Regions from separate parts of the Mus musculus genome. Here all the other regions are linked to region 3. A link is a contact called in public HiChIP or PLAC-seq data. All regions are on one chromosome and are shown on one strand. The core of a region is the stretch at or near the end of the contact, and the rest is flanking DNA. Distances in the headings are between cores, read along the strand shown.

Region 1 (2,700 bases), core at 108-2,607, 70 kb after region 3:
GTTCCCAAGACTAAGCCCTACCAGAGGCTGTGTGAGAAGCTGGAGGACCCTGGACTGTGCAGAGCCTGTAAACTCCTCTTGCAAACATTGGGCCTGGATTCCACAGCTCCTTCCAGCGATCTCGGGGCTATGTTAAGAAGTAGAAGTATCCTCTATTTTTTGCCCATTTCTAAACCCACACTCAGGTAGGCAGCACCACTGTGTGCTGAACCATCCCCCACCACTGGGCACTTAGGTCCTGTCCACATGTCCCCTCTGCAAGCAGATAGCACACCAGCCATCAACAGCAGGTTGGCAGTCATCTGGGAAGCTGAGTTGCCAGTCCAGCGTGTGAAGGGTGAGGAAGCTCTCCATGGCCTCTGCCAAGGACGGAAGGATGATGGCAATTTGGGCCATATTCAAAATGCGTAATTGTCCTCTGCCTTCTCAGAGCCGAGGACCGCATCTATAGTCCCCACTTCCTGCCACAGTTGTTGGCCCATATTGAATGCTCCAGAACCACCCACCATGAGGACAGTTCAGGCCCAGTGCACCTGCTGTGGGCTGTTCTCTTCCTCCAGCACCCAATAGCTCATTCTCTGGAGCCCTTGGGTGCAGCCCAAGTGTAACCCAAGGTATAGCTACCCAGCCAGAGCAAGGCAGGTGACCCACAGAGCCTCCAGCCTCGAGAACCATGAACCAAAGAACCTGCTGGTTTCATGAAAACCAGATCTGGTTACCACAGCCCAAGGCAAGCTCTCACCCCCTGCTTCCTTATTAAAATAGAAGCAGTTGTTGAATATTCCAGAAATGTCCCCCACCTCAGCAACTGCAGGCTCTGCATGCCTGTCTCCTGATGTGAGGTTTTTTTTTTTTTTTCTTTTAGATGTTTTTAGAATTTCCCCCCTCAAATTGGCAGGCAGTGCAACACACTGCTGTTGTCAGCGCTCACTGTGGGAGACTATAGAAAGGAAATCGCAAAAAGGTCATTATGCTTTAAAATGAATCTTTTTTAAAAGCAAAAGACAGGAAGGAAGCTGCCTGGAAAAGCTTGTGTCCGTGGGAGGAACAGCCCTCCCTGTGGCTCCCCAAGAAGGCAGCCCTGATGGCAGGTGTGAGGCTTGCTGGATCTCTGCACAGCATCCTTCCACCAAGCACTCTCAGGAGCACTCCCAGCCAATGGGAACTCAAGGTCTGTGAGGCCATTGGTGCTGACCCAGGGAAAGGTTCAACCTTCGCATGCTCTCTCTCTCTCTCTCTCTCTCTCTCTCTCTCTCTCTCTCTCTCTCTCTCTCTCTCCACACACACACACACACACACACACCTCCCAGTCTCTGTCAGTTTCTCATCTGTCTCTCTGCCTCTGCTGTGGAAATCCCTTCTCTGCTGTGGAAATCCCTTGACTGAGAAGGAAGGGATGGATCAAGGCCACTTGCTCTGGCCCAGGAATGTTCTGCAGGCTCACAAAAGCACACGCTAGGCGTGGCCTGTGAGTGAGTTTCAGTGCTGACTGCCCAGCTGCTGAGAGGCTTGGAAGCTGAGCTTGCTTCCAAGGGCAAGGCACTGGGTATCATCCCAAGAGGAAAAAGGGAGGAAAGGGAAGGAGAGGGAGGGACATATGTGGAGGGAGGAGGGAGAGAGGGAGGGGGAAAGGGAGAGAAGAAAGAAAGAAAAGGAAGGGAGGGGAGGAGGGAAGCCAAAGAAAAGGAGAGCACATGTTTTGGCTCACAAGCTGTCACAGACACGGGTCTGGCACACACTGTGGTGAACAGCCTAAGATTACAAGATTAACATTTGCTAATCCCTCCTCGTCTGAGGCAGAGGGAACCAGGCAGAGAGGCACCTGGCAGCTGAGAAGACAGCAGTTCTGCTCCACCATCAGCAAGGCAGGAAGGTGACATCATATCACAGAGAGCTGGCTCCCAATAGGGCCTCGGGACTCAGCAGCCTGTGTACTGCAAGGGCAGGGACCTGAGTCTGGGCTGGGCTACTGTTTCGGCCTTAGCCAGGAATATGATAAAACAAACAAACAAACAAACAAACAAAAAAAAAACCATGGCCAAAGCAACTTAAGGAGGAAAGGGCTATTTTACTCCCACTTAGATGGAATAGCTCATCCTCAAAGGCAGTCAGGGCTGGAACTTGAACAGGATAGGAACCTGGAGACAGGAGCTGATGCAGAAGTCACAGAGGGATGCTACTTACTGGCTTGCTCAACCTGCTTTCTTATTGAACTCAAGACCACCAGCCCAGGGATGGCATCACTCATAATGGACTGGGCCCTCCCTCATCAATCACTACTTAAGAAAATATCCCACAGGCTTGCCTACATCCCACCCTTATGGAGGCATTTCCTCAATTAATATTTCCTCCTCCCAGATGACTCTACACTATGTCAAGTTGATGTAAAACTGCTCAGCATGGTTCCCCACAGAGTCTTTCAAACATGAGTATCTAAGCCCATCTAACGTCAAAGCCAATCAAAGGACATCGTTCCTATCTGCCATCTTAGTCCTCTAAGGAAGGTCTGAAGTCACTGTGGACATCTTGGTCCCTCTTGTTCTCATAAGTTCACACAGGTCTCAGACACTTCCTCCCCGCAAGCAGAGGTCTCTGTGCTTCTTAGCCCACCAGGCTCATGCTTTGAGTAAAGCTTCGCTATGGCTGGGGACATAGCACACTGGTAAAGCACCAACCTAGACTCTCCCAGTGAGGGCTGTG
Region 2 (2,700 bases), core at 190-2,689, 87 kb after region 3:
TCACTCTATCAGTGTGTTGTCCCTTGAGGAAACCCTGACGAACAATGGAGACAGAAGGCTTTCTGGACTTCACTGGCCAGCCAGACTTGACTATAAATAAATAAATATTTTAAAGTAAGTCGTAGGACCCAGCAAGAGACTCAGTCTCAAAAGAAAAAATAATAAAGTTGATACCTACTAAGGAACTATAACACGTGCGCACGTGCTGTCACCATGAGGCCAAGATACCATAGACAGAACTCTTAGAAACTATGAACCAAGTAGACATTTCACTTTTAAAACTGTTTCTGCCAAGTACTTGGTCACAACAATTAGAATATTAGCAAGTATTAAGGCCAACATAAAGGTCAGTAGAACTGGTTCGTTCTGGAGGTTCCAAGAGGCCATCTGATCTCACCCTCACCCCAACTTCCAGTGGCTACTGCCACCCCCTGGTGCCTGTGATGTTAGGTTTAATAATCAACACAACCTAGAATTGCCCAGGAAAAGCATCTCGATGAGGGATTTTCCAAATCAAGTTGGCTTTTGGATTTGCCTCTTAATTATGGTAATTGAGGTGGGAAAAGCCATCCACTGTAGGCAGCGCCATTCCCTAAGTGAGCGGTGAGAGTGGAAAAGTGAGCTGAGCACAATCACGTTTGCATGCATTTCTTGCTCTCTGCTCCTGATCATGCATGTGATGCAACCAATGCCCAACAGTGTCTGTCTCCGTGACTCCTGTAACCAGGAGTGGTGACTAACAGAAACACAGTACCATATGTATTCATTACTTTTCTGTTGCTGTGATGAAACACCATGACCAACACAACTTGTAGAGGAAGGGTTTATCTGACTCATGGCTCCAAAGTCCATCATGGTGGAAGTGTGACATTCAGGAACAGATACAGTGGCTGGAGCAGAAACTGAGGGCTCACCTCATGAACTGCCATCAGGAAGCAGAAAGAGAAAATTGGAAAGAGCAAGAATCTTTGAGCTTGCAAAACCCATCATTGACATACTTCTTCCAACAAGGCCATACCACTTAATCCTCCCAAAGAGCACCAACTGGGGACCAAGGGTTCAAATGCTTGGGCCCGGCGGGGTGGGGGATGGAGGGCAGTCTCACCACATCATCCAAGCTGCTTTTTGTCACAATACTTTTACCACAAAAGGAAGCTAAGATGTATTCCTTCCACCTCTGCTCGTGCCGTAAGGCCCCTCTACCTCCTCTGAGTGGCTGATCTCCCTCTTGTCCCTCTTATGAGAACACTAGTCACTGTGTTAGGCACACCCTAAGCCCAGGGTCATCTTCATGTAGCAGCATTGACCAGCCAGTACTGGATATATCCAGTCATCCCAGGTCAGGGCTCATCAAGGTCTCCCAGAATGCACCTGGCACTTGTTGCCTGAGTGGGAAATCAGTTTTCAGCCTGGGTGTCAGACAGGAAGTGACTCTTCTCAGCAAAGTGACTTTACAGAGCATCTCCTCTAGTATGCTGACATCATCTGATCTGGGTGTGATGGTCCAAGGACACTCCGTGGCTTCCTTAGCACAGCTGCCAAAACTGCCATCCCTGAGTCTCCTCAGAAGGTGACAGACAGATCCACCCTGTGTCTGCAACAGGAATTTTTGCCAAGCACCACACAAGGACAAGGGCTGCTTAAAGACTCAATTACAAAGCAGCACAAGGTGGCTCAGGACTCCTCGAGTGTAAGGAAGTTTTCAGATGTGAAAACGGAAGGCATTGTGTCTGATTGGGCATTGTGCTCCAGGAAGAGCAGCTGCAGAGGATACAAAGGCAGTGTGGAGTGACTGGGGAGTCCCTGTAGGTTAAATGAGTGTAGCGTCATCATCCTAACTCCTTTGTGAGAGTAAGGAGCACAAGTGGCGGTGGGGAAGGGTGTCATATGAGTGTGTGTGTGTGTATGTGCGTGTGTGTGTGTGTGTGTGTGTGTGTGTGTACATGTGAAGCCAGAGCACAGCCACAGGTGACATTCTTCAGGTGCCTTGTCTTTTGAGACAGGGTATCTCACTGGCCTGGAGCTCAGCAAATAGGCTAGGCTGGCTGGCCAAAGAGAGTCCTAGGGCTCCAATACCCTGCCTCCCTAGTACCCAGCCAAGGAATACACCTAGCACCTGGGGAAGGTGTGCGGTATTCATTGCTCTGTGCTTGTAACTTTTCTCCGGTTTGAAATGTGTGCAGATAAAACATTAAGATTAAAGATACCTAGAAATAGATCTCTCCACCAACAACGAAGCTGCAGGACTGATAGATAAGAAGGCCCATGCTGGCTTGCTCCCAAGCCTCAAGTTCACAGACATGTAAAAGCTGGAATTCAGACCAACAGAAGACATTCCCAGTGGCGTTTGTCATTGCATTCTCAGGCCAATCAATTCACAGAAGTTGGAAAAGGAGCTATATGCTCTCACCAGTTGACTACTCAGTTAACCACTGAGCTGCAGTTAGACTACAGGGTTCAAAACCTGGAGTTGGCTGGTCTTAAGATCAAGTCCTGCTTATATGCACCCCTACCCAGCTACTCTGACTCCAGATCGCTCTGTTCTCTGAATCCTGCTGGCCCTGACCCTGACAGAGAGGTCAATGAATGTGCTTGCCTACAGGACAACTGGCAAACAAATTGATACTTTGTGGCACGTTGAAGCAGAGAACTAGACATAACAACCATGAGTTATTAATGGGCTTGGACAGACCCTGCCCC
Region 3 (2,700 bases), core at 79-2,578:
GCTCAGCCCCTCCCTCCTCAAGGCAGCTTCAGAGCGGCTCACATCTGGATTCCCACGCTCATCGTTCCCTCCAGTGACCTGGAAGCTTTGTGTGGGCACTTGCTTGCCCTTCTGAGCAGGAAGCTCCCCTCCTGAAATAGATTTAGTGATGACCTTGCTCTGTAGGTAATGGGAAGTTTACAAGATTATAGAGCCAGGAACACAGTAGCACAGTAGGTGCTCAACAAATGCCAGAGTTCAGTCCTTATTTTACAGATTACCCTGTGCCACCTGGCTAGCCCAGAGATCTTCACAGAGAAGGGCGGGAAAGAGGGAGAGGAGTATTATGTACCCAAGGGATGGCGGGGAGAGAAGGCTCCGTGACAGTGACACTATCATCTGTTCTCCATGTGGTAGTGAGTTTTAGAAATAGGAAAACAGCATCTTCCTTCCATGGAAAGAGCCCCAGGGTTTGCATTCTTCCCAGTGGTGAGTGCTCAGATCTAGGTAAAAGTGTTACCCGACTAGCCTGCCATTTTGTGCTGTTACTAATATTATAAGGAAACTTTCTCATATGTTGTTACTGCTGTGAGTAAGAAACTTTCTCATGCCCAAGTTGACTATAGGTTCTGTGACATTTTGTGCCTTAGTATTATTGGAAACCAATTACTACAGAAGCCGGTTAGAACTGCTTTGTACAGTTAACCACAATAAGCTTGGACCCGAACCAACCACCCAGCAGCACTTCCTGCACCTGTGTATGAGCTTTTATGGCTTCTTGTCTTGATAAGCTGCCCCCGAGATGGACCCCAACATAAGAGAGACATCTGCACCAATATAAGAAGCTATTTGGAAAAAGACTTCCCTTTTGAAGAGAGGTTAAGTAAAGCTTACGTTCCCAAGATCCCCCTGGGAACTGACTTCCAGGTTGGCAAAAAGAGACATGTGCATGGACTGACAAGTTAAGACAATAATGCTAGACAAGGCAAGTCCTGTGTCACAACTGAATACCCCAACCAATGGGAGCAGGATAAATGTACAACACAGACCTGTTCCTAACAGAGTCCCTAATCCCTAAACCCTGATTGGTAGAATAACGTGGCACATATGCTTGTGGATTTTAGGCTTAAAAGCCCTAAAGGATCTTAACTCAAGGTCCCAGGCAGCTCCTGAGCTAGTCTGCAGCCCTGATCGATCAGCCTTAGGGTGTGGCGTTCAATAAACCAGCCCTGGTTGACTGAGATTGGTGTCTGAATAGTTTGTGAGGTGTTCCCCAGACCCTGACAGTGAGTCCAGACCCAGACAGTCTCCTGCCCAGAGTGCCTTGCGCAGAAGCATGGGCTCCGCTGGTTTCCTGGTAAGACCTCAGGAGGGAGGGGCATCCTCTCAGTGGGCTAGCCTGTTTACTCCTGCACTCTGTCCTCACTTACAGCTATGCTTCAGAAATCCACCTGTGCTGGGATCATGTGTGCACAGCTTCCAGCCCCCGAGAGCTTGAGCAAAGGCAGTGGATGTCAGCCTCCAGGCAGAGTAGGTAGCTGTTGTGCTCTCTGGGGAGTCGGGCAGAGTCTGCTGTGGAGGTAGGCTTGCCTGTGCTACACTCACCAGCCTTTTCTCCATCTCAGATGCCCATACCATGCTTCTGGGGACCTTCACATCCAGTCTGTGGGCCTTTCCTTGGCAGCATGAGCAGCAGCGTTGAACACAGTCTGCCCTCTGCTCAGTGAGTGAAGCACCCAGGGGTCAGGCCTCGGGTCAGCAGAAAGGAAGAGAAAGCCAGCAGCCACCTTGACCTTGACTATAGATAAGCCATTCAGTCACACTCTGGCCCCTAAGCTTTGAGAAACATGGGATTCCCTTTCACACCAGAAAGCCACCCACACTTCCTTGCCTCTGACCAAGGAGCCTCTGAGTGCTCTGGAGGCATCAAACACTGAGGGAGTTCCCAGTGGCTGTGGATCTTTAAGAATTCCATCACCATACTAGTGTGTGTAAATGCCCACGTGTAGGGAACTAAGGAAAGCCTCCAGACAAATGAAGAAACCAGGCTGCAGTGTGTACAGCTAGGAGTGAGGTACCTTACTCCCAGCCTTCTAACCCACGTGGATAGAGAAAGGTGGTCAGACCCAGTCTTGCCAGGGAGATAGAACATCTAAGAGTGGTCACAGCATCCAACAAGGCACCCAGTGAGTCACTGGTACTATGTGTCAAGCTGATTTTGTCAGCCCTGACAGAGACTAGGCAGGCAGGCAGGCAGGCAGACAGGCAGACATAGAAACTAGATCAAACAAAACTTTTTAATCAACAAAGCAGGACAGTTGGTAAGTCAGACCCAATCCCTATTGCAGCTCCAGGCTCTGCAGAGACAAGCAATGGTCCAAATACTCCCCATCCATGGTCTCCAGCCAAGGTGCTGCTCACCCAGTAGATGTGTGGAAAGCCTAGTAAGAAAGTGGTACCGTCCATCCAGGTCTAGCCCCACCTCTCACAGTCTCACACCCTCCATATGCATCTGATAAAGCAACCACATCACACAGAGAGGACATGGGCCAGCCAAAGGCTACCTGTCGAGATTCCTGTTGCAGAGTCTCCTTCCCTTGTAGGGCTGTGTAGGACAAATTTGAATCACAGTTTGTTTTCTGGTTCTTTGATGGATCTTGGGCTGATCTCACCTCTGAGCCACTGTGCACAGGATCACTATAAATAGGTATTTCCTGAGCC

What was found. HiChIP or PLAC-seq counts read pairs in DNA pulled down with a chosen protein or histone mark.
Region 1: an H3K27ac HiChIP or PLAC-seq map of thymic regulatory T cells shows a contact between it and region 3, with 2.8 times the contacts expected there. The contact joins two enhancer-like sites. A contact is called at or near these places in 1 of 15 datasets of contacts at CTCF or cohesin (CD8 T cells), 9 of 484 Hi-C or Micro-C datasets (CD4 T cells, the HPC-7 cell line, bone marrow-derived DN2 thymocytes and 6 more) and 3 of 115 datasets of contacts at active chromatin or transcription factors (the SCID.adh cell line, T-cell acute lymphoblastic leukemia and thymic regulatory T cells).
Region 2: a contact with region 3 is called in an H3K27ac HiChIP or PLAC-seq map of T-cell acute lymphoblastic leukemia, with 3 times the contacts expected there. The contact joins two enhancer-like sites. A contact is called at or near these places in 2 of 15 datasets of contacts at CTCF or cohesin (CD8 T cells and stem cell-derived epiblast-like cells), 40 of 484 Hi-C or Micro-C datasets (CD4 T cells, CD8 T cells, DN2 thymocytes and 30 more), 7 of 115 datasets of contacts at active chromatin or transcription factors (the SCID.adh cell line, T-cell acute lymphoblastic leukemia, Th17 cells and 4 more) and 2 of 9 other capture datasets (embryonic stem cells and liver).

What each region holds. Positions count from the first base shown.
Region 1 is chr16:5,381,533-5,384,232 of GRCm38.p6, reverse strand. The region is part of intron 1 of Gm41414 (predicted gene, 41414); the gene reads right to left. Among named protein-coding and RNA genes, the nearest start is that of Gm41414, 76 kb to the right of the region's middle. Within about 2 kb of position 1,357, at least 45 of the 459 cell types and tissues checked have an H3K27ac peak or open chromatin away from gene starts, as enhancers often do. A contact at or near this core is called in the SCID.adh cell line, T-cell acute lymphoblastic leukemia and thymic regulatory T cells, where this site is marked.
Region 2 is chr16:5,364,885-5,367,584 of GRCm38.p6, reverse strand. All of the region lies in intron 1 of Gm41414 (predicted gene, 41414), which reads right to left. Among named protein-coding and RNA genes, the nearest start is that of Gm41414, 59 kb to the right of the region's middle. Within about 2 kb of position 1,439, at least 17 of the 459 cell types and tissues checked have an H3K27ac peak or open chromatin away from gene starts, as enhancers often do. A contact at or near this core is called in the P5424 cell line, the SCID.adh cell line, T-cell acute lymphoblastic leukemia and 3 more, where this site is marked.
Region 3 is chr16:5,451,814-5,454,513 of GRCm38.p6, reverse strand. Gm41414 (predicted gene, 41414) reads right to left here. Exons shown (of 3, transcript NR_169081.1): 3 at 2,259-2,700. Among named protein-coding and RNA genes, the nearest start is that of Gm41416, 31 kb to the left of the region's middle. Within about 2 kb of position 1,328, at least 36 of the 459 cell types and tissues checked have an H3K27ac peak or open chromatin away from gene starts, as enhancers often do. A contact at or near this core is called in the P5424 cell line, the SCID.adh cell line, T-cell acute lymphoblastic leukemia and 4 more, where this site is marked.